Linked DNA regions of Sus scrofa: all the other regions are linked to region 1. The links are chromatin contacts, called in public HiChIP or PLAC-seq and promoter capture Hi-C maps. All regions are on one chromosome and are shown on one strand. The core of a region is the stretch at or near the end of the contact, and the rest is flanking DNA. Distances in the headings are between cores, read along the strand shown. Region 1 holds the start of UAP1 (UDP-N-acetylhexosamine pyrophosphorylase). Region 2 holds the start of ATF6 (cyclic AMP-dependent transcription factor ATF-6 alpha). Region 3 holds the start of NUF2 (kinetochore protein Nuf2). Region 4 holds the start of RGS4 (regulator of G protein signaling 4).

The links. Promoter capture Hi-C pulls out the DNA fragments that hold promoters and counts their contacts. HiChIP or PLAC-seq counts read pairs in DNA pulled down with a chosen protein or histone mark.
Region 2: a contact with region 1 is called in a promoter capture Hi-C map of liver, with 5 times the contacts expected there. The contact joins the promoter of ATF6 here to the promoter of UAP1 in region 1. A contact is called at or near these places in 1 of 5 promoter capture datasets (liver) and 1 of 2 datasets of contacts at active chromatin or transcription factors (alveolar macrophages).
Region 3: a contact with region 1 is called in an H3K27ac HiChIP or PLAC-seq map of alveolar macrophages. The contact joins the promoter of NUF2 here to the promoter of UAP1 in region 1. A contact is called at or near these places in 1 of 5 promoter capture datasets (fetal skeletal muscle) and 2 of 2 datasets of contacts at active chromatin or transcription factors (alveolar macrophages and skeletal muscle).
Region 4: a contact with region 1 is called in a promoter capture Hi-C map of liver, with 2.7 times the contacts expected there. The contact joins the promoter of RGS4 here to the promoter of UAP1 in region 1. A contact is called at or near these places in 1 of 5 promoter capture datasets (liver) and 1 of 2 datasets of contacts at active chromatin or transcription factors (alveolar macrophages).

What each region holds. Positions count from the first base shown.
Region 1 is chr4:87,990,299-87,996,530 of Sscrofa11.1, reverse strand. UAP1 (UDP-N-acetylhexosamine pyrophosphorylase) reads left to right here and starts at 2,499. Exons shown (of 10, transcript XM_001928643.6): 1 at 2,499-2,750.
Region 2 is chr4:88,803,103-88,809,334 of Sscrofa11.1, reverse strand. ATF6 (cyclic AMP-dependent transcription factor ATF-6 alpha) reads left to right here and starts at 3,179. Exons shown (of 17, transcript XM_021089515.1): 1 at 3,179-3,225. LOC110260306 (a long non-coding RNA gene) reads right to left here and starts at 3,145. Exons shown (of 2, transcript XR_002343375.1): 1 at 3,032-3,145; 2 at 1-168.
Region 3 is chr4:87,190,395-87,196,626 of Sscrofa11.1, reverse strand. NUF2 (kinetochore protein Nuf2) reads left to right here and starts at 2,434. Exons shown (of 14, transcript XM_005655379.3): 1 at 2,434-2,571; 2 at 6,104-6,232. The coding sequence starts at 6,124. LOC100518120 (a long non-coding RNA gene) reads right to left here and starts at 2,321. Exons shown (of 2, transcript XR_001303421.2): 1 at 2,115-2,321.
Region 4 is chr4:87,387,127-87,393,358 of Sscrofa11.1, reverse strand. It overlaps RGS4 (regulator of G protein signaling 4), which reads left to right and starts at 2,895. Exons shown (of 5, transcript NM_001185184.1): 1 at 2,895-3,057; 2 at 5,942-6,046. The coding sequence starts at 3,014.

The sequences.
Region 1 (6,232 bases), core at 1,250-3,749:
CGCCACGACGGGAACTCCTGATTAAGGCCTTTCTTATACCTAGTAACTAGAAAAAATTTTTTAGCACAAAGGGTAAAAGTAAAATTTTGATTTTATAATAATTCATTGAAAATACTTGTGTTGGGCCCGGTTCTAACTTTTTTCTTTAATGAACTCTTTAATGGTGATTTTGTTTTTTATTCATTCATTCATCTAAGATTTATAGAATGCATATAATACTCTAGAAAGTATTACAGAGTCTTTATCTTTTAATTTTTTTCTCCTTTTTTCGGCCACACTTTCAGCATATGGAATTTCCCAGACCAAGGATCAAATCCGAGATGCATCTGTGACCTATGCTACAGCTGCAGTAACACTGAATCCTTAACCTGCTACGAGGCTGGGAATTGAACTGGCAATGTCACAGAGACAAGCCAGATCATTAACCCACTATGCCCACAGTTGGAACTCCTTTATCTTTTAGTTTTTGCTATGCCCATGTGAGGCAGGTATTATCCTTATTTTATGAAGAAAGACATCAGGGTTGAATGTGATTTTGAATCTCATCTCCTAGCTTGAATTTTTCTAAATATTCATCTATTTCCTTTTTTTTTGCTTTTTAGAGCCATGCCCACAGCATATGGAGGTTCCCAGGCTAGGCGTTGAGTTGGAGCTACACCTGCCAGCCTACACCACAGCTACAGCAACACAGAATCTGAGCCACATCTTCGACCTACACCACAGAACATGGCAAGCCAGATCTTTAACCCACTGAGCGAGGCCAGGGATCGAACTCGCAACCTCACGGTTCCTAGTCTGATTCATTCCTGCCATGCCACAAAGGGAATGCTAAAATCTTCATATATTTCTTTCTCAGGGAGTAGAAGTGTGGAAGAGTAAGAATCAGTATATTTCTAGAAAGCAATTGTCTTAAACTCTTTTCTTAAAGGTCACAAAGATACATTCAGTTACATTATGGTGGGCACACTTCTAGGTCTCTTTAAATGGGATGTTGGCAACATTAATGGGAGGAATTTTGTTCCCAGTTATCATACATGATTTGAGAGAAATGTTCTTTATGTTACCAAGGATCCAAACAACAAAAGGTTTTCCAGATGATGATAAGTATATCAAAGTATCCAGAACCTAGAACAGTGCCTGACACAGCATAAGAACTCACATAAAATAATTAAAATTTATTTAGTATTTACTCTGTTCTACATTCTTTTCTTATATTCATTGGTTTAATCCTCATAACAACCCAAAGGGACCATTTTTATTACTATCTGTGTTTTACAGATAAGAAAACTGATGCCTAAGAGTTAACTTACCAAAGATACCAAGCAATAAAGAAGCTGCAGTTCTGTCTTAAGATCCCATGCTTATAACCACTATACTATAAATTTTTCAAACAAATAGATGACATTCTGAGATCATGTAAGATAGAGTATTCAACCTTCCGAATGTGTATCTACAATCATTACTTAGCCAGTGTAAATTTTTCTGTTAACTTAGTGCAGTGCATGATTTTGAAATTGCTGAAAAAAATTAAAAGGCCCTTGCGCTAAAGAAGAAAGAAGACAGGCACCTAAAATGCCTGAAATTCTTTTTAGGTATTTTGTTAAATCTAGATGTTTTTGGTATTTCAACATATTGGACATATTGCAAAAACTGTGCCAAGTGCTATGTAACTTTTAACATAAACACAGCTTTTAAAGGTACAGGGCCGAGCACATAATCTGCATGCGCACTTCCACACAAGGTAATATGTATACAGGCAATTATAAACAGTGGCACTGCAATGGCCTTGGAGGTCAAGCAGTCCAACCACCATTTTCGTATCAAATGCTGATGCCCAAGGAGGTTAAGTTCACAGTCCTGCAAAGCTTACACCTGGCTTCAGTCTCACAGACTCGGTTTTCATTTCATCAGGTTACCTAATACATTTGCTTGCATTTCCTCTGTTGTTTATTTTGTGCCTCACGTGCTTAAGACCTGAAACACCATAAAACAGAAAGACGATGGGGCCCCGCCTATCTGGCCAAGTCAATAGCTAGCCCAAGGTCAGAGGGCAGGCCCGGTCCACCCTCCGGGTTCTGCGCTGGGATGTCCGCCGCCCCTCTTTCGCAACTTTCGGTGTGGGCGATCGGAAATCCGCCACCCGATGACACAGCTCTCCACCCCACTTCGCGGTCCGTTTCTGGAAAGGTGGGACGTCCTGAGCCGCGGTGCCAAGAGGCCGAGGGACGTCACCTCGCGGTACCACACCGTGACGTCAGGGCTCTTAGGACCCGCTCACGATACCTAAGTGGGGCTCCGGCGTCGCCCCTCCCAGCCGACGCAAAAGACACCCCTCCGGGACCAGGAGGGAGCTCGCGGGGTAGGGAGGGGAGGGCGGGAACGGGGCGGCCTGCAGACTGGACCCCTGAGCTATCCCTATTGGACCGGAGAATGAGTGACGCGAGAGGTCCCGCCTCTCCTCGCCCCGCCCCGGCGCCCCTCTCGGCGCGGGCCTAGTGCTTGCGTTCTGGGCGCTGACGTGTCGGGGCGGGTGACTTCGGCTCCTCCCCGTGCGGGCAGCCACTCGTCGCGGCGACAGAGGGGCGGGGTGGCCGGGGCCGGCGCTCCCCCTGGCCCCTGCTCCCGGCCCGCCCCGCCGCCCCGGCCCCCCGGATGAGGGTATATATTCGGAGCGGGCGCGGGAGGCCGATGAGTGGCCGCGCCGAAGGAGCCAGAGCCGGGCGGAGCAGCGGTCGGTCGCGCCGAGGGAGGTGAGGGGCTCCCAGCCCAGTGGCTATCTCTTTCTCCCCGCCACCCTGGAGGAGACGGCTGGACCGGGTCGGGTGGGGGCTTGGTGCAGCCACGCACACGCTTCCACGGCCACGCGCACAGACGTGGACACGCGGCGCGCCTACGTGCTCTGAGCCAACAGCCTGGCACACGCCAAGGAGCCCGCCTGCCCACCCACACCACTCCCCGCATGCCCATCTGCGTTTCTCAACCTTGGCAATCCGCTGGGAGTGCTGGGATGCGGGCGCCCGGATGGCCTGGGGGCTTTGGGGAGGGGGTTTGGGGCAGTGTCTGGATTAGGGGTTTGCCAAGCGGTTGGGAGTGGGGCCTCACCTGGACTGGGATAGGGGCCTTGAGGCTCTCATGCTAGGGCCTTGTGGACAGTTATGCCCAGCTTGGGGGTGGGGTGCCACAGTGGGGACCGGTCGTTGGAACTGTCCGGTGGAAGCGAGTTGGGGTGTCTTGAATACATGAGGAAAATAATCCGAAAGCGTTTGCAGTAAGGATTGGTGATAACCTGTGGGGGACGTGAGAGTGGGACAAAACCTGTTTGCCACTTTTGTTTTGATTTGGTAAGGGGAGAGGGTTGAAATATCTGGTTTTCCCTTGCCGTGACCAAGCAGAAGAATGGGCTTGAAGGGTTGAGAGCAACATGTTCTGAACATATGGCTTCCTGAGGATTTTATTAAGTTTGGCCTGACGCTATGCTATATTTATTTGTACATGGAGTATGAAATCTGAAATCAAGTAATAATGATTATGATAATAGTTATATATGATTATGTAGTGCCTTTCCTTTAAGTCCTTTCAGGTGAAATGCACTAGGTGTGGGCTGTGTTCGCAGGAAACTGGAGGTAGTTTATATTCTTTCACTATTACTGAGTTGGCTTATTTAGCTGGGGCTGAAAAAGACTTCATTGTAAATGCTCCTCCCCAAGACTACTTTTCAAAAGCTCTAAGAGGTTTACATATCAGTTGTGGGGGGAGGAACATAATATTTCAACAGAGATGAGGGTAGGAGACCAGAAAAGGAGGGGGGAAATACTGAATTTCTTTTATACTGGAATTTAAATTCTAATAACAGTATATTTGATAATGGGGGACTATTAACAAATATGCCATTGATTTTTTATGCAGATGCATTAGGCTATGGGCATATAGCAAGTTCTGTCATAATTTCTAGATCTTCAGCTTTTTCAGACGTTGGTTGTTAAAAATCCTAGCCTAATTCTCCGATTCACTATTCTTATCATTATACACATGCACACATTTCTTGTCAGAATTAATGGGGAAAATGGTACTATTTTCACGGCATGGAAGTGATTACATCTGTTTCATCCTGTAAAGTTTCCTCTCCTACTTGTCCTGTACGTTTCCTTCCTTTCTCCATTTCTACTGGCTTATGAATTGTTTGCAAAGTGACATCAATGTGTCTATATTTCTGAATAAAAATATAAATTATGTGTTTCTTTCTCTTGCCACTCCTCTCTTTTACACATGCACACACATACACATACACAGAGAGAGAGAGAGAGAGAGAGAGAGAGAGAGAGAGAGAGAGAGAGAAGAGAGAGAAAGTAGTCTTTCTCCTGAGAGGCAGTGTAGCATGATGGTTAAGAGCAATTACTTAAGAGTCAGGTTGTCAGAGTCTGAATCCTAGCTCTGTCTCTTAACTGGTTTTGGACCTTGGGCAGATTATCTCTGTGGCTCAGTTTCTTCCTCTATAAAGTAATCTCAATAACGGTACTTTAGATTTGTTTTGAGGATTAAATGAACAGCTATCTATAAAGCAATTAGAATTGTGTTGCCATATATATGTTAGTGTTCATTGTTATTGCCCCCTCAGGGGACCCACAGATGTAGGTTCTCTTAACCTGAGTGTGTAAATGGTGTTTGATGTTTAATAGTCCTGATGAGGTAGATAGTATAATTAATCTCACTTTACAGGTGAGGAAATGGAGGCACAGGAAACTCCATAAATTTGTTCAGAACTACCTCATGTGTATCTTTCACTATTCTTACAGAAGGTAGTTGGCTGTTTCTTTGGTACCTACTTTTCTTCTGTCCTTTGTCTCTAAGCTAAGCAGGTATAATGCAGTGTTGATTCTTTATAGTGTGCTTCAAATTTATCCCTTTGATTCTTCTTTCCTCTGCAACAAATCCGGTTTAGACCTTGGGTTTTTCATACCTGAAATTGTCTTTTAACTTATTTTCCTGCTTCCAGTTGTCCCTTTTTGCAGTCTGTTTTGTGCCATTGCTCCTTTCTCTCATCTCTCCAAAGCATGGTGGCACTGCCCTGTTTGATAATCCTTGTTGGTCTAAATTCCTTTGCTGAGTTTTCAAGGATCTTTTTGGCCTAGCTCTACCCTACCTCGTTTCCCACCATTCTTTTACTGCTCTCCACCCTACACAGAATTACTTCTCATGGCCACCAGGCTATGCTCATTTCCTAATCTTATCTGTATAATCTGCTCAACTCTTGAGGCACAGCTAGACCATACTTCCTTTGTGAACTCTTTCTGGGGAACTCCTGTCTTCCTTTGCATTTATCTATATTAAATGAGTGGATTAAATATCTCCTTTTCTCTTATTTTTTATTGCTATGCTATTTGCTATATTATCATGGACTGCTCTTTAAAAGCATTTTATCCATTGATTGTTAATCTGTGTATTGCTTGTCCTGTTGGGTTCAATTCTTAGTAAGGACAACGGACGTATGTTATTGCTTGTTTGGAGAAGTCGTTATTGAAATAAATGCATTTTTTATGATTATGGATGATCCTGTCTTGATAGTGTTGTATTCCGAATTCTGTATTTCTGTTCTTAGAGATTAAAGGAGAAGGGTTGAAGTATTAAGCAGTTGGGTGTTCTGGCAGTAGTAGCTTAGTGTTCAGAGGAGTAGTACAGAAGCAACTCAGTATGGTAGTTGGAGTGTGAGCTCTGGAATCAGACTGCCTGTATTCACATCCAGCTTCACCAGTTGGCCAGGTTGCTTTGCCTCACCGTGCCTCAGTTGCCTCAACAGTAAAGTGATGATAATGATAGTACTTATGTCATAGAGTTGTTGAAAAGTAAATGAGACACCATAGGTAAAGTAACTGAACTGGTCCAGTGCCTGGTATATAATGCTAATTAGCATTGTCTTACAAGTTTGATCTTGATCCCTTTCTGTCAGGCTCTCTGCCTTTCTCTCTCTCTCTCTCTTTTTTTTTTTTTTTTTTTTGGTGGTGCCTGTGGCATGTGGAAGTTCCTGGGCCAGGGATCAGACCTGTGCCACAGAAGCAGCCCAAGCCACAGCAATGACAATGCTGGATCCTTAACCTGCTTAGCCACATGGGAACTCCACAAATTTCATCTTTTGTGAGTGTGATCATGATAGAAAGACAGAATTTCTTTAACATCAAGTTTTTTTTTTTTAATGTACTTATTTTTAGCAGGAAAAATCTCTTCAGGTTTCAAGATT
Region 2 (6,232 bases), core at 1,930-4,429, 810 kb before region 1:
TACACTCCTGGCATATACCATTGGCACAGTTCTTCCTTAGGAAGTCAGAGGTCTGAGCAAGCCTTGGATGCACATTTGGAGCTATTGGGCTATGTAAGAGTCAGAAGCATGTCTAGAAGGAGACAGGTATTTTGGCTGGGCGCATAACTGGCATCATGGCTTCTTAACCTGTGGAAAGTGACATTACTAGAAGTCAGTATAGTCCTAGGTATGGATCTGGACATAAAACTCAAATTTCATTTCTCTGACAGTGGTTTAAGTTGAAAGCAAATAAGGACTAAATTAAGAAGTATTCAATACTACTCAACATTAATGACTTGAAAAAAAAAGCATGTGATTGTGACTAGGTCTTAGCTGCAGCTCCGATTCAATGCCTTGCCTAGGAACCTGTGTGGCAGGTGTGGCCATAAAAAGGAAAAAACAAAAACAAAAAGTGCATGACGGGATCCGTGGCATCTTGGGAGTGCCGCAGCTGGGACTTGGGCTCAGATATGATCCCTGGCCTGGAGCAGCCAAAATAAATAAATAAATAAAATATTTTTAAAAAAAGCATGGTAACTAGAACGGAAGGAAGCGTCCTTAAACAATATGCATATAAAAAATAAAATCTACAAACAGCGCATTTCTTAATGAAAACTGAAAATAAATGTCCTTGTATTTTAAAAAAGTCTCCAATTTTTTTTTTTTTTTTTTTTTTTTTGCAAAAACAAATGAAGAAGTAAAAACAAAAAGCCAACCACCCCTCTAGATTTTACAATCAGCACAACCACAAAGTGAGAAATTCTACAGGACAAATGAGAGATTCTTGTCTCTTTGAAATTTTCCATAGTAAAGGTTTATTTTAAAAGTGATGTTAAATAAGCAAAATCGATTTTTTTTTTGTTTTCTTTTTAAGGCTGCACCTGTGGCATAAGTTCCCAGGCGAGGTGTCAAATTGGAACTGCAGCTGAAGGCTTTGCCCCAGCCACGGCCACAGCAACACCAGACCCAAGCTGCATTTGCAGCCTACGCCAAGGCCTGTGGCAACGCCAGATTCTTAACCCACTGAGCAAGTCCAGGGGTGGAACCTGCATCCTCAAGGAGGCTATGTTGGGTTCTTAACCTGCTGAGCGACAATGGGAACTCCAACATAGATTTTTAAATGTTACTGTTTGCATTCAGTAAGTTTTTCTACACAGAAAAATCCAAGGGAATCAACACGAAAAATCTTAAGAGTCATCAAGGTTTTTAAATACAAGATTTCTGTATGAAAGTCAATAATGTTATTATGCCTCAAAAATAACTGAATTAAAAAAAAAAGGGATGTGTAAATCGAAACTATAAAACTATGAAAAGAACAAAAATAGACCTCAGGAGAGGGAAGGATTTCTTACCCATTATGCAAATAGCAGAGATCATTAACAAAAGTTTGATAAATTTGACTACATTGAAATTAAAGCATAGAGGAGTAAAAAAACCAATAAACAAAGACAAGTGTCAACTTAGGAGAAGGTATTTACAATATACATATAGATTAAATGAATAGAATAGGCCATCTAAAGGTGAACACATCATCGAGAGAAAGAAAATAGGAAATTTTGTAAAAGATAATAATGGGCAATTCACAGAGGAGGAAATAGGGTTTAATAAATATGAACAGATACACCACCTCTTTAATTGTCAGAGAAATGTAAATTATAGTCACACCCTTCACAACCAAAAAAAAAAAAATGTAAAAGTCTGATCACATCTAGTGTTGGTGAGTGTGAATTAATATAATTTGGCAAACATTAGTACTCCTCCTTCATGACCCAGCATATATCTAAAAGACATTCTTGCATATTTGCACAAGGAGTCCCATACAAGCATATGTTTTATGTAACAGAAGTTGAAATATTCCAAATGTCCATTTAGTAGGGAAATGAAAAAATATATATTCAAGGAAATACCATGTAACAGTTAAAAAACAGTTAAAACTTGAAAATAATGCTGAATGAGAAAAGAGACTTGGAGAACACTAGTATGGTATGTTTATGTAAATTAAAATACCCCCAAACAACACTAACTATGTATATGTATACACACATATTTAAACATGATAAAAATAGAAATAGATTTGAATGATTACCACAAAATTCATAATGGAATTTGTCTATGTGGAGGAAGGGAAATGAAGCAGAGGAAAAAGCAGAGCTCAACTTAATCTGCAATGTTTAATTTTCTTCCTTCCTTCCTCCCTCCCTCCCTTCCTCTCTTTTTTTGCTTTTTAGGGCCCTACGGTGGCATATGGAAGTTCCCAGGCTAGGGGTCAAATCCTACAGCTGCCAGCCCACGACCTACATACACCACAGCTCACAGCAACACCGGATCCTTAATCCACTGAGTAAGGCCAGGGATCGAACCCGGATACTAATCCTAGCTGAGCCACAATGAGAACTCCCTGCAATGTTTGATTTCTTATGAAAAGTCTGAAAGTGGAAAATGTTAATATTTGTTAATTCTTGGTAATAAGTACACAAATGTTTTGTAATTACCTGCACTTCTTGAATAAAATATAATAGTTGCAAAAATTTAAAAAAAAAGGGGGGGGAGCTCTGCCATGGCTCAGCAGAAACGAATCTGACTAGCATCCAGGAGGAGGAAGAGGTTTGATCCCTGGCTCTGCTCAGTGGGTTAAGGATCCTACAATTCGGTGAGCTGCCGTGTAGGTCGCAGATCCCTCTGGGATCTGCGTTGCTGTGGCTGTGGTGTAGGCCAGCAGCTGCAGCTCGGATTCGACCCCTAGCCTGGGAACTTCCATATGCGGCGATGCGGCACTTAAAAAACAAACAAACAAACAAACAAAAAAAGAAAATTTGCTTAAGTTCAGTTATGATAATTTACTTAAAAAAAAAAAGACTAAGGTGTCTGGTGCATATAAAATAGAAGACTCTTGCTAGTTTTATTTTAGTTTTTATGCCAATATTTGAATTTGCAGTTGAGTGAGAATAAAAACTTATAAATTGCACCCGAAATGAAAACCGGTTAGTTAGTTTGTGATAGAAGGAAACACCTTTAATGTCAGGGCATTTCGATAATTCCTTTTTTCCGGAGTTGGGTCCCAGGGATATTTCGTATGCTGCGGATGGTGTAATCAGTAGTAATCAACCAGCCACAAGTAGTTTGGAGGATTCTGGGAAACATTTGTTTTGTTTAGTAACCGAGGGAAAGATTCCACTTGGTCTTAGAGGGATACGTGTTCTTAAGGTAGAGTATATTAAATAGTCAACAGCTGAAATTCTTTAAAATACATTCCATTAAATAGCGTTCTTGAAACTGTCTCATCAGACTCAGTTCAAATTTTCAGTAGAAGTTTCTGATGTATGTGGGATTTTTCTAAACAAAACCGGTTCTTAAGTTTTAGTAATAAAAAGATTGGGAACTTACATTATTGTAGATGTTAGGGTAGTCTGGCTTGGACTGTCACTACCAAGTACGATGCTTTAGAGATGCATATTTAAGGAGATAAGTTTGATCCTAGGGAGTTTATCTTTCATATTTGCTTTGCTTGAATTTGTTTTTTAAAAGTAAGCTTTTTAAAAATCCTAATTCATAGTATTTTTGCTTGTCTCCGATACTGTGCCCGTAGAGAGGCAGCTCTAACGAATGTGGAAAAAGTTGTGTGTTTTTCTTCCCCAAACTTGTGTATAAAGATAATTTTTAAATTGATACCGAGTTATTCGTTAAAAAATTAAACCAAATTTACTTGCTTAGTCTCTAGTTTTGTTCTGATATAGCCACGCTGTGGTCTTAAGGCTATTCAGGGGATAAGCCAAGGCGTTCAGAGTGGGTTTTTCCATCTTTTAATATGATCAGTATATTTTATTTAACCGAAATAGTTTACTTTTTTTTCTATATATTTTTTTTCCTTCAAACGGCGGGACAGAAAATGCCGACAAATTCAAAAGAGAAATATTTGCCCAGAGATTTGGTTAAAATTAGCTTGGTCTCTGACGTCCCCTGTGCCGAAGTAGTTTGTCTTCATTCGGCCACCGTCTCGACAGCGTTTCGGAGTATTTTGTCCGCCTGCTGCCGCCGTCCCAGATATTAGTCACCGAGTTCCAGCGCAGGGGAACGTGTGTTTCGGGGGAGCAGGCTGGCGTTGCCGGCACCATGGAGTCACCTTTTAGTCCGGGACTCCCTCACCGGTCGGATGAAGATTGGGGTGAGTGGGATTTGAGACTGTATCAAGGTGGCTCCGGGTTTCTTCCTCCCTGCTTCCGCGCACTTGTGGTGACAGGTGTGGACAAACCCCGCCGGGGGAGCGAGGGCCATTCGTCGCTTCCGTCTGTGGTCCTGGTAGAGTCTAGCAGAATCTGTCGGTTTCTGCCCTGGCGACAGCGAGCGTAAAATGTTGCCCGATTGGAATTGCTATCGTTTTCCACTGTTTCCTCTGGGAAAGTACCAGGTGATGATATTATGGGGCGAAAACGACGTCATTAGGAACCTTAGGGCAGGATGGCTGTGATCACTCAAAACGCTACAAGCTATTTTCTGTGTGTGGGATGTGTGGGTAGTGCTTGCCGTGGAGTGTTTATACGTGTATGTTTTTGGTTTGAGGGAGAGAATGTGAATCTTCATCTCGAAGCTTCTGCTGTTGATTCAGGCTGATGTCTATGTTGGCAGGGGAGCAAAATACACCACCACATGACCTTAGGTCCCTGATTACCTAGACCTAACGCTTGTAAAGGATACGTATACAATTCCGACCGCTTTCCTGGTACATCTCTGAATTTTCTCGTTTTGTCTGGCTTCGTTGTCAGGAAGAGTTTGGGATGGTATGCAGTGGAAATGAGAGTGGAGAAGCTTTATCATCTAAATGTTTACAAGAAACTTTTATTCCTCTCTTGTTTGCAAGACATAGTACTATATTGTTCTTGGGCTTCGGTGTGAATTTGGGATCGTATACGTCCCTGAATGGGTCCTGTAGTGAATCTGCAGGATTTACCAGCTTTAAAATCCTAGGGGGAACAGAGACTGATCTTCATCATTGCACCAGGGACCATCATTCTCAGTACCAAGAGTGTAATCTCAATTCTATTTGTTGAACTGAAGTCCTCTTTTGATTTTCCAAGGGCAGCCCCACCCCCAGCCCCGGCTGCGCCCGTGGCATGTGGATGTTCCTGGGCTAGGGATGGAACCCACACCAGAGGAGTCACCTGCGCTGTTGTAGTGACAACACCGGATCCTTAACCTACCGCGCCACAGCCAGAGAACTCCAGAACTTCTTTTAAAGTATGTACCGTTAGAAGAGTTCCCATTGTGACCTAGTGGGTTAAGAACCCGATGATGTCTCTATGGGGGTGTGGGTTCGATCCTAGGCCTTGCTCAGAAGGTTAAGGATACAGCGTTGTTGCAAGCTGCGATGTAGGTCTCAGATTCCGCTGGAATCTGGTGTGGCTGTGGAGTGGTGTAGGCCAGCAGCTGCAACTCCTAATCGACCCCTAGCCTGGGGAATGTTCATGAGCCACAGGTGTCAGTAAAAAGAAAAAAAAATACGTATGTACTGTTAGAGATTTATTTCAATCTTTGGATAGATTTTCTATGAGTTGTTGGAAAAATTTTAAACTATCTATCCCAAGTATATTTTCTCAAGCCAAATATAGTAGTAGTTATAGGAACAATTACCATTTATTTAGCACTTTATTTGTGTCAGGTGCCCTGCCAAGCTCTTACAAGCATTATCTTATTTAATCCTCCTAGCATTCCAGTGAGGTATTGTTATTTTATAGATGAGGAAACTGAGGCTGAGAGAGAATGAATAGTCAGGTTTATAGCTAGTGAGTGTCAAAAGCAGGATCAGAACCAGATTTGTCTACCTGCACTTAGTCACTATTTTATATTGCTTTCCTAAATTACTTCTACAAGATTCTTACCAAGATTCCCCATGGTTATTAACAAATCTACTTCAGTATATTAGGTAATTATCTGTTTTCTCAGCTTGTCAACTGTTATATTTTCATGATGTTTTTTAAACGATGTTTTTTAAACTATAATTGTAAGATACTTCCTGATGGTGTTCTGATAGTTGTTAGAGTGAAAAATTAAAGAGGCAGGAGGCTGGAGGGCCGAGACTTCAAGCCAGTTTTATTGACCAGCAAGACTGGCCAGGAGCACTGAGAGAGAATGCAGGCTTTACTTGGTTTAGGGAGCAGTTAGTTATATAGGAAAAGGGGTAGTTTGTATTTTTAGCACATGTTTGTTCTGTGCTAAA
Region 3 (6,232 bases), core at 1,185-3,684, 800 kb after region 1:
GTGGAATCTAATTTTCTGCTGTAGTTAATGTCTTTATGGATGATGACAAAACTCTAGAAAGTCTAGGCTGAGATTTCTGGATTTTTGATGTTCTGCCCTCCACTTCACAATGACCAGTAACAGACAACTGAATTTTGAAAAATCAGATCTACTCTTGTAACTGAGACAGTCTGTGTAAATACCATTAGTTTTTTTCCTAATTTTAATTCTAATATAACTATCAACTTGCCATATCTATAGTAAAATTATCCCCCAAATAAGCAATTATTTTATTGTAGATACCATCATCCTGCTCTTCTTTTACCTCACTTTTCTCTCTCCACATGGTCTATTCCATTCTTGGTTTATATACAGGTCCCTCTTTTCTTGTCTGGACTCCTAACAATGGTTCAGACATTTGTTGGGTAATTATCATTTGAAAGATATATTACTAGGACAATGTATAAATCATAATAGTCAAAACAACAGGGAATATTTATCAAGTGTTTACAATTCTGCTGGACATTTTACATGAATGAATCCATTTAATCTTCATGACACTCTATAAGCCAGATATTATCACTATTTTAAGGATGCAGAAACCATTTTAGTTAGGTTAAACAACTTACCTGAGTCCATACAGATAGTAAGCAGTGTGATGAGATATTTAAACCTAGTTCTTTCTGACTTAAGAGCTGAGCTCTCAGCCACTATGCTATCTATTGCCCTTTTCCCTGCCTCTGAAAAGATGTGGCCTGTGGAGTATGTGCATGCACAAATAATCAGTTTGATTTGGTAAGTGCCAATGAGAAAGGCTTTTTTCTCTCCTTTCTTCACTGACTCTCACTATTTAAAAAAAATCTATTTCCTAGCTCACTTTTATAGAAAGGAAAAACCCCTAAACTACTGAATATGCAATGTATTTTTTTTCAAATTGGTATGCATTTCCATATTAACAGGTATAGCCTTCACCCTCCAAATCAAAGTACCAGAATTTGCATCTACTTCCAATGCAATCTTTCCAGCATTATTTTTCACTTGAGGCAATTCAGACTTCCCATCCAATACATCACTGTCTCTAGATATTACCATAGCCTGTGGTCAGACACAAGTCTTATTATGGCCTCTACTGTCCCAAGCCATAAGAAAACCAAATGGCTTTTCCCTCTGACAACTAGGCCAGTAGTTGCTGCAAGACCCTTATTTGTGATCATGTATGAACTCCCTCTCATTCGAGCATTATTATCTGAAGAATCCAACTCAGAGACATCCAAGTTTGGCTAATAGTTCAGTGTTGGGAAACACCAGGAGTCCCTGGCTCCTGTGGAGGGATGAATGAAGGGAGGGAGAAGCACCAGGAGATTTGGGTTCTACCCTAGACAGTGTCACTTACCGTACAAGTGGAAACGAATCACTTCTAAGCCTGTGAAAGTGAACTAACCTAACCAAGTGCACTGCTAGGTTGCTCTCATCTCTTGAAGTTGTACCTACAAACACAATCAAATGATCTGTGTTCAAATCCTGATTATGCTACTTATGAACTACTGCGTACAGCTTTGGGCCAAGTGCATAATCTCCTTGATTTAATCACTCATTTGATGACAGTATCTACTAACCACTTTTCCTTATTAATTTTTTTTTTTCCTCACCCGCACATGCGTAAGATCCCCGGCCAGGGATCAAACCTGTGCCGCAACAGTGACAACGCCAGATCCTTAACCAGCTGAACCACCAGGGAGCACCCCTTTCCCTTTTTTTTTTTTCCCCTCTCATTTTTTTTAGGGCCGCACCTGCGGCATATGTAAATTCTCAGGGGTCTAATCGGAACTGCTGCAGGCCAACCACAGCAACGCCAGATCCGCCAGATCCTAGCCGCATCTGCGACCTACACACTACAGCGCGAGTAAATGCCAGATACTTTAAGACACTGCGTGAGGCCAGGGCTCGAACCCGCATCCTCATGTATACTAGCGGGTTTTTAACCAGCTGAGCCGCAACGGGAACTCCTCCTTTTCCCTTTCTAATGAAGCCTAAATTAGATAATACCTATAAGCATCCAACACAAAACCTGGAGCCTCATAATTAATGATCAAAAAATATCGATATCATTATTACTCTGAGACTCTATGACTTACCCTGCTCCATTGAAAGCCCCACGTCCTCTTTCCCTTGTCACCTTAAGCTTAGCACACGTCTCCAGAAATCCTCCATTCGCTCTTGCTCTTCGCCTGGAACCCCGACAGTTTTCAAAAGTTTCGGGGACTCCATAGCAACCTCGGACTCCTCCAAACCACTGCGCTCCCACTGCTTACGAACTCGAGGTCCGACTAGGCACCAACTCCGCGAAAAATAGTTCCGGGTGGAACCCGGCGTCCTCTCGCAGTTCCAGCCCCAGCCGCCTTGAGTCTATTGAGCCCAACCGGCACCCGGCGCGGCTAGAGAGCAGGAAGTGGGCGGGGCGGAACGGGGAGGGACTTACAGGAAGAGGCGGCATGTTTGAAAAGTAACAACGGTTGATGTTTGCAGATTTTTGGCTTCGCTTGTAACTGCTCCACGGACTCGCCGTCTTCCTGTGGGCGGCTGGTGCGGCAGGTGAGCGCTAACAGACACGCGCGGGAGGAGAAAGGGAGACTAAGTGCGCCCTCTCGCTCTGGAGCCACCGGCCGGAGTCAGAACGCGGGGCCTGGCAGTGTTTTCGTTGGGCGCGGCGCGGGCGGGGGAGGCTAGAGAAGACAGGTCATTTTTTTGGATTTTAGTCCCCCAAACTAGCTCATTTCCTACCAAACGGATGGGTGTTGTCTGATACAGCATAAACTACGGAGAAGAAACTTGAACTGAAGCTGGTCAGTTGAAGCTTGCATTTATATGTTTTAAACCCATTTCTTTAAAAGGTGATGGGGTTGCAGATGTTGGTCAACTTTCTGCAAACCTCCGTTGCTCAAACGTCGCTTAACCAAAGTCAAAATCAGGAATCAAAAGGCAAAAATATACTTCATCCGAAAGTTAGAGGAAGAGAGCAGTGTACATATGCCATGCATGTATAGCATGATTATTCTTCCTGAATGAGTTCAGGAAACTTTACCTTATTGAGGTTAGGAGTCATTGTTTTTGTTTATTCTCTGCTTCCTGGGATTTTGATTTCCACGATCTAATTTATTTTAGCAAAACAATGTGTTTGAAATTTAACTGGTATTCATTCAAAACCTACTGTGCACAGGACTTCGGTGTTGCAAATAAATGAGAAACTGAGGGGTAACGAATGTAAAATGCCTGTTACTTGGCAGGCGGCCTGAGGATCACTTTACATTTATTAGGTCATTTATATATCTTTATCTAACCAAAGTGCCTCTCTCCTCCATTTTCCCCCTCTCTTCTCCTGTGTTTTTTTTTTTTTTTTTCCTCCCTCCCCCAAGAATGGATTGGAACTTCCCTTGATTCAACCTGTCAAAAGAAGCTAGAAATTGGATATGAAAGGTGGTTCCAAGAGGAAACATTGGAAGTTTGGGAAACGTCCTGGAGGAGACTAACTTGGAACAGAAAATTCATTAGGTTATTAAATTGTGGAAGGTTTTAGAAACCAAGCAGAAACATGTGAATTTGATGTGGCGAATAGGGCGAGTAATTATTTTTGTAAAGATGTTACATGATGCAGTGGTATTCTATATGGATTAATCTGAGAGGGTGTGAAGATTTTAGAAGAGAGGGATGTGCAATAATAATTTTGAAGATATTTTACACCTCTTTAATGTGATCATCTCTGATCCAGATATAGTATGTTTTGGAAAATTAACTTTCTGCCGCCTTTCTTTGGGCAAGGCTTTTTATCATTGATTTTTAAATCTCTCACCTAGATGAAAATGTAGATACGCATATTTATGCTGAAAAGGACATATAATATATGAGGTGTCAGAATCTGGGTTCAAAAAGATTGTGGCTATAGAAGGAAAACTTGGAATTATGAATTCAATAATAGGAAATGCAAGTCCTTGCTTAGGATTCAAGTAATCAGTTATGTAAGAAGAATATGGAGAAGTCTTGGCTTGACATCAGTGAGCTATGCTGAAGAAGTTCTGGGAGTTTTCACTCCATCATATATGTTTGTCAATAGCACTTGATCAACAGTGACTGTTGCCAGCTGTACTGATATTTTTCCCTGAACAGACTATATTCAGAGTATTGTGTTCAATCTGAGCATTACATTTTAAGAAGACATTAACAGACTAGTTCTGGAGGAAAATGAGTAGAATGGTAAAATTTCTGAAACAAAGTCATAAAAGGAGTGGTTATTCTTAAATTATGCTTACCTTAGACAAGAGAAGGCTAAGCAGAGATGATAGCTTCCTTCACATTTTTGAAAGTGGAATCATGTAAACAGATTAGTATATTTTACATTTTTGCTGTGACTAGAAATAAGACCAGTAGGTAACACTTACAATAAACAGAAAGAAAATTCTATCTAGTATGAGAAAGAGTTATCTGATTATTATAGCTATACTAAGGTGGAAAAAACTTTTGCCTTGAGACAGCAAATGCTGTTTTCAAGTGTTCAAGCAGAACTGGGAAGCTGTTTGTTAATCATATTTTAGAATGGTATCCTATATTTGTCAGAGGTTAAGCAGGGTGCCAAAGCTGCTTTCTAACCCTGACATTCTAAGAAACACTCGGAGCCTAAAGAAATAGATTTCCAGAATTGTGGGTCATTTCAGTTTGTTTGCAAAATTGAATATCTTCACATTGGATCTCTGGGAACAGCTGATTCTCTAGAGAATAGGGGATTCATAGGTAATTAACCAAGTATTGTTAGCTAAGAGACAGTTGCTTCTATTGCTGCTGCTTCTGCTACTACTATGATTGCTATTCTGTTAGGCACAGCTAGAGATGTGAAGAAAATGAAAGTTTTCTTAGCTTACTGAGAGCCCACCATGTAATGCCAGAAACATCATCACAGTACACTGTGGCAAGTCGTATAACAAGAGTTCAGTGCTAGGCTCTAGGGCAGGATTTCCTAACCTCAGCATTATTGGCATTTTGAACTGAATAGTTCTTTGCTCTTGAGTGGCTGGCCTATGCATTGCAGGATGTTTAGCAGAACGCTGGGCCTTCTACCCACTAGATTCCAGTAGCAGCCCCACTTTACTCCTGACAACCAAAAATGTCTACAAAATTGTGAGAATTACTGCTCCAGGGGGACCAGTTGGGAATACCTCACTATCTGAGGACATAGGGGAGGTGGCTTTTGTTGTTTCTTTTTTTTTTCCCTAAATTCTCACTCTGGTGATTGGAAGTCCCACTACAGCTACTGTACTCTTACTCTTTTTTTCCTCTCTCTCTTCCTATTTACATCTTAAACTTCATTAGTCATGCCACTGTGTGTACATTGAATAAAATATCACATCAGAGTATAGTTTTTTTTATCTACCCTATTTTCCTATTATTTCTATAATAGTTCTATAGTGTTGCCTAGGAGTTCCCATCTTGGCTCAGTGATTAACGAATCCGACTAGGAACCATGAGGTTGTGGGTTTGATCCCTGGCCTTGCTCAGTGGCTTAAGGATCTGGCCGTTGCCGTGAGCTGTGATGTGGGTTGCAGATGCGGCTCTCATCCCGCGTTGTTGTGGCTGTGGCGTAGGCTGGTGGCTACAGCTCCGATTCAACCCCTAGCCTGGGAACCTCCATGTGCTGCAGGAGCGGCCCAAGAAATGGCAAAAAGACAAAAAAAAAAAAAAAAAAAAAAAATTAGTGTTGCCTATATATCTTGGTAGTGTTTCAAGGATTAATTTTCAGGATAGATCTTACCATCTTACCAGTTTAAAAAAGAAAAACATAGTTTCTCATCTGTCTGGACCTAAGTCCTCTTTCCCGTATGAAAGAAAAACAACATTAGGAAAACTAGAAAATGATTGTATTGCTTTAGAATAAAAGTTATATTAGGATATGTGTGTGTGTGTATGTCTGTACATATTTTTAATGTTACTTACTAGGATGTTTGATGATTTGATGATAGCTAGCACTGCTATGAATATAGTTCAACCTTGGCTTGCTAATTTTCTATTTATCAGCTTCCAGATAATGAGAATTGCTGGTTGTGCCATGTTTCTGATCTTGTTTTTTTAATTTCTTTAGACTAGCAGGAGACTCCCAAGATGGAAACTTTATCTTTTCCCAGATATAATGTAGCTGAGATTGTGGTTCATATTCGAAACAAAATCTTAACAGGAGCTGATGGTAAAAACCTCTCCAAGAATGATCTTT
Region 4 (6,232 bases), core at 1,646-4,145, 600 kb after region 1:
TGAATAAATACAAATTAAATCCTTTGAGAATAGAAGTCTTCCACATTACCAGAATCATCCGGGAATGACAAGTCATAGAATAATAGAATTTAATGCTTTGTGTATGTCAGAGAAAGAGGGTGGAACATTGTCAAGATATCATGATGTACCAGTCTTCGCCTCCTCAAACACAATCAACAAGTCCCATTGCGGCGAATAAGTTTACTTATGAAAAGCTTTTCCTGACACTCTTTAAAATATTCTTTAAAATATTAAAACTCTTAAGAAAGAAATAAACCACACAAAAGAAAGAAATCACAGTTAAATAGTGAATAAATATGAAATTTCTTGAGAGATTAAAGGACAAATCACAAAGTTTAAAAGACCTGGTTTTAATAGAAAACTAGAGCAGTGAGGTTTGTAAGCAGCTTCCGATGTCACAGAGCAAAAGAAAATTGAGCAGAGTGAGTTTTCCTTGAATGAAATGTATACAATTAATCATTTGCTTTGTTATCTACTGTGCATAATATATATCGATAAAAAAATTTGCCCAGCACTTTACGGTTTAGAAATACCTCTGTTTACATAGTTATCTCATTTGATAAGACAATTGAGGGATAGGATAACACAATAGAAAACCCACATAATCTTGTGTCAAGAAAGTAGGTCTACTGGTAAGAAGGTGTAACCTAAGCAAGCCACTTTCCCTTTCAATTTCCTTTTTGATAAAATGAAGGTGTTAGTCTATATTGTCTTAAATCCCACTCAACTCATCTATTGAGGCTATTTATATTTAAGTCATGATAAATTAGGCTTCTTTTAGGTCTAGATCGAAGATATCAAGTTCCTATTAGGTCTTCACTTAATGTTCCCCAAATCAAATTATTTGAATGATCATTATCTTGGGTGCCCAGGTAAGCAGAGAAGGCGTAGGTCCATCTTTGGATAATCTCCTCTCTTTTTTCATTAGTCTCTCCTTTTTAATGCCATCTGACTGGTCCATCTCCCTGGCTCTACCTTCCTTGGCCTGTTATTTTGCACTATAGTCCCTTCCACATCACCACCAAATATGGCTGTTGACTTCACAAATAAATTCATTTGTTCTATGTTGTACTTCAAAGAAAAGTTGTCCAGTAGCAAATCTAATACATGTTTCCCCCTATCTTCACAGGAGAAAATCAAAGATTTTTTTTTCCTGTCATTTAAATGCATTTTCTGGAGATCATGTTTCCCAACATCTTTTTATATTTCTCTGCCATCTTCTTGCTCTGCAGGCACAGATAGGGATTGGGGCACAGGTGAGGGTAGTGAGGGATGTTATGTATGTGATGGGGGCATTGCTCTTTACCGCTTTCCCTTCTATATTCTTGGATGCCTTTGCATCTTTCTGGAACCCATTTATTTTTCATCTTCCTCACCTAACCATTAGATGACTCAGCTTCTTATATGTAAAGTACAACTCACTGTATCTTATAATCAGGTCCTTTCTGCTTTAAAAATGAAAGCTGTTTAGTAGGAGTTCCCATTGTGGCACAGCAGAAATGTATCTGACCAGGAACCATGAGGTTCTGGGTTCACTCCCTGGCCTTGCTCAGTGGGTTAAGGATTTGGTGTTACTGTGAGCTGTGGTGTGGTTGTAGACACAACTCAGATCTGGTATTGTTGTGGCTGTGGCGTGGGCCAGCAGCTATAGCTCCGATTAGATCCCAAGCCTGGGAACCTCCATGTGCCTGAGTGCACCCCTAAAAAGCAAAACAAAAACAGAAACAAAAAAGAAAGCTGTTGAGTTCTGACATAGCAATTAATTTTCTCCTCCCCCCACTCATAGCCTTTCTACATGGAGAAGATCCCTCTATAACTCTGATGTGAGTATTTGAGCTACAACTACAGGTTGTGAAACACCTGCATGATTCTTTGAAATATTCAATCCATCATATTGTGTACAAAAGATACTAGGTGTTCAGAAGCACCTGTGGGGTTGGAAATTTTTATTTTCACTGTGAGCCCTGGTAACATGAAAAACAAAATACATATTTTTTCTTCTCTCTCTGTCTCACTCTTTCTCAATATTTTGAAATACTAGTTTGAATACCTAGAATTGCATAAGATATAATAAGATTTAAACCCACTTGAAAATAAGAATAGGTGTCTATATTTGTTTATTAACTCCCTCCTCTTGTCTTCAAGCTGCTGTTTGGAAGCTTTTGCAGGAGGCATGCATGTACAAAAGAGATTGTCAGTGCTTGACTGAATCTTTTTCTTAGTAAGAGTTTTAGAAGAGTATTCCACAGTCAGGCTGATTACATATGTAGCTAATCTATTTTCTCTAAACTAGTTGTCTATGTTGCCAGGCATATAACTGTCTATCATCTAGCTATTCCCTGTGTGAATGTGACAACCATGAAAGCAAATTCTGTAAACCCTTTCCTGGAAACAAAGATCCTACCCCCTCCCTTTTGGAAACAGTGAAGATCACATTTTGGATCATGTATGGTATAATATTTCCAACGCAAAATAGGAAGTGCATTGAGAGTCAGTCTCAAAGTAAGCCCATGACCTCTGGCTGGCCCCTTGCCTTCCAGGAGGCAAGTTTCTTTGACATTGTTTTTACAGGCAAATGAATAAACCCCATTTTTTGTAGCATCATAAATTTCTATTTTCCTTTTCAGGGAATTCAAAACCTCAGACATTCATGGAGACATCAAGCAAGTTTTTATTTTCTGCATGTCTACTTTGCAGAAGGATTTTTCTGCCTGCTCACTTTGCATTATTGCGTCAGTGCTTTCTTCCTTATCTCTTCCAGAGGCTGGAGAGGCAGAAGTAGGCTGAGAGGAGATGGCATTGCAGAACTGCCCTCTGATTGGCTGGACCATCGTGGCTGGGCTATAAAAGAGACCCCTACAGGCTTGGGAGGGAGAAGCTCAGAGGATTCTGACAGTAGCTTTCCGGGAGAAAAGGCAAAGTGCGCTCAAAACAGAAGCCACAGCTCCTCCTGCTGCATTTCTTTCCTAACGTGAATCCCACACTTCACAAGATGTGCAAAGGACTCGCAGGTCTGCCGGCTTCTTGCTTGAGGAGGTAAGATGATTTTCACGCACTAAACCGTGTTAAACTTTCAGATAGACTTTTTTAGTTATGTGCGTATCCTATTTACTAACCTGGTTGTTTAGAGTTAGAAACAGTGTGGTCAGGAAAGCCTGAGCCTCCTAGCTTTCCTCCAAGACTAGCTAGAAATTGTGACTTGGAAAGTGTTCTCCCCCAAATTTGGAACTCATGTGTTGCTGTGTATGACCTTGGTTTGGAGGACTGTTCAGTTCCTCTGGCCAAGCTTGTTCAAATTGAGAAGTGATATAAGGTTTTTGGGCTTTATACAGCAGTCTGCAATACCTCTACCTGTGATTACTGTTATTTGAATGTCACTGAGCTACTTAGAATCATGGTTCTGGGCTTTCTGATGGTATACTAGATTTCATTTTGAGAAGGACACCCCAGAATGAAGTTTGACTACATCACCAGAAAAGCACTATGCTGTCTGTGTGATGCTGCAGTATCTTTTGCCTCATGTTCTTAAAAGCAAATGCTACAATAAAATAAGTTTCAAAAGTATATGTCTATTCTCTTTCTGCCTCTGCCTCTAGTTCTTGAAATGTCATATGTGAGTGGTGGTTGAGAAGTATTGATCACAACAAATCAGTGAAGGGCTCTGTAAAAAAATCTCATCTTTAAGACATTGTTTTGTCAATGTTTCATCTCTTCATTTAAAAAAAGAAAAAGATATGCAACTATTTATGTCATTTTTTTATAAAAAGGTATACACAAATGCTTTCAGAGAATGCTCATATGTTTTCTAGTTAAAAAAATACAAAGCTAGTGCATATTACGTTACTTAATCTTACAGTTAAAAGTTAAAAAGTCAATTTGTAGATGTACCATCCCCTGTCTTGTTCCTCTGCAAATAGAAATCACCTTAAATTTCAATTTAGAATTATTTTGGAAAGCACAGTCTTTTGTGCAGTCCTAAGCAATTTACTTCCTGTTATGCAGGAATAGGAAAAATACTCTCTTTTTTCTTTTTCATTCTGCCACGGCTGCTTTACAATGAAGCAGGAGTGTCTGGCAGAGAGTACCTATGAAAACAGAGGTTCTGACCTTCACCATTAATTTCCTGAACTGAATGGAACAAATTACTCCAAGCTTCAGTTGCCTCATATATAAAATTAATCATATAAAATACAGGAGTGTCAGGAGAAAGTTTTGTTCTGGTAAATATTTCAGGAGACAGATGAGTAATTGCTCTAGAGCTTTACCCTCAAGGAGCTCAGAGGCTAACCTGGCAAGGTACACTCAGTGTCGGCAGGTAAACTGCTCTTCCCTTTCCTTGCTGGTGAACTGTGAATCATCTTGTCCAACACCTTCATTCTGACACTGGTGCCTGAGGCTCCAGAGAGAATGTGAGCAGCTCAAGGTCACATAGGTGGTGGGTGGCAGAGAGTGGTAAAATCTAGGTTTCTTACTTCAGAGGTCACTGGAGTCATGTTGGTTTTTATTTCTAGGGTTGTATTGTGTTATAAGGACAAGTGTAGTATACTTGCTAAGCATACGTTCAAGTCTTCATGAAATGACTCTGCATTGCTCAGTATCTGTCGGATTTCAGTTGGACCTGGCACATGAAAACATGAAATGATTTCTGTCTTAACCTAGTCACAATATACTTATGCCATAGTCTTAGAATCTCCTTAGTCTTCATGATTAGATCTTGTTATCATGAAAGAAGATTTTGTATCCCTTGACCAGACAGAAAAGCAGAAGAGGGAAAAAGAGTCCTGTGAGGGAGATAAGATGCTATTGTACTATTTTAGGGGCAGTCCAAGAACATTATGGATTTCAAACTTTCTGGAGAAATGAGGGTAGATAAGCCTCTAACGTATCAGTAGCCATTCTTAAATGTCTTTTTATCCTTGTGGCTTCATTTTCCTTCCTTTAAGTAGGAACGCCTGCTCATTTATTTCTTTCAAAATGACATTTCTCTTTTGTAACTATGTCTTGGCTTTTACAAGAGATAAAAGGAATAAATAATAAAGAATGAAAAAGTTGAGCTAAAAGCTTATTAAAAGCTCCTTCTTTTTGAGTAGGTCACATGGCCTGCCATACCCTAGCTACCTATTAAATAGTGGCTATAAACTGAAGTGCTGCTTTAATTAAACAGTCACGAGCTTCAATGATGACCCTTGCTTTTTTTTTGAGCCTTATTGTTTTTAATCCTCACATATTCTTTATGCTGTAAATATCCTTCTAGTGCAGATATTCAAAAGGAGAGCAGCAGCAGGAGAGTCTTTAGAAGCAAACCTGCAGGAGCTCAGATTTCAGCCTGAGCATTTGTGTTCAATGGAAAAGGTTCCCTCCTTTCCCACTCCTCTCTGCTGAAGCTGCACATCTCCTTGTATATCCCATAACCTGAATTGCTTACCACATTCAGGCTGGAATTGAACAGACCTTTACTTCCTGAGGTGCTTCTACATCTCTGTTAGCAGTGAGGCAGATAGAAATAGCAACCACCCTCCAGCAGGTGGCGAGCAATAAGGTGCCATATTTCACAGTTTATGGCTTGCCCTCCAATTAAAGTACTCAGAGCTCAGTTGAGTTTTTAATGTGTTTCTGCTAAAGCTCTCTAAGTGTTCCATCGCTCAAAATGACAGGTTTACAGAAGAGAGTCCTCAGGTAGACCAAAGGGTCAGAATTCCAGGTACTGATAAAGGAAGCCATGGTCCAGGTTTTGTAGGAAGTTATAAGTAAAAGAAGCAGTATCTTGTTTTCCTGAGAGTTATGCCAACTTCAACTCTTATTTCCTAAATAAACTGTTTCTTGCCCCTTTATTAGTAATGAACTCTTTAAACTCTACCATTAGAGTATCTTTCAAAGAGATCTAATTATTATTATTCTCTTTTCCCCCTCTTCTCTGCAGTGCAAAAGATATGAAACATCGGCTAGGTTTTCTGCTGCAGAAGTCTGATTCCTGTGAACATAGTTCTTCTCACAGCAAGAAGGACAAAGTGGTGATTTGTCAGAGGTAAGAAAAAAGGCCTTGGGAAGATCCACTGAGTATTAACTCTCTGATGTCAGAGATGTTCTATGAGGAGAAAGGGAAGTTCTGTCCCTAGTTAAGTTAGAATTGGATCCCTATGGCCTCTCTTTCCAAGGAAATCATACTTGCATTTGAAATTTCCGTACATCTAGTGGAAAGACTGCCCTAATC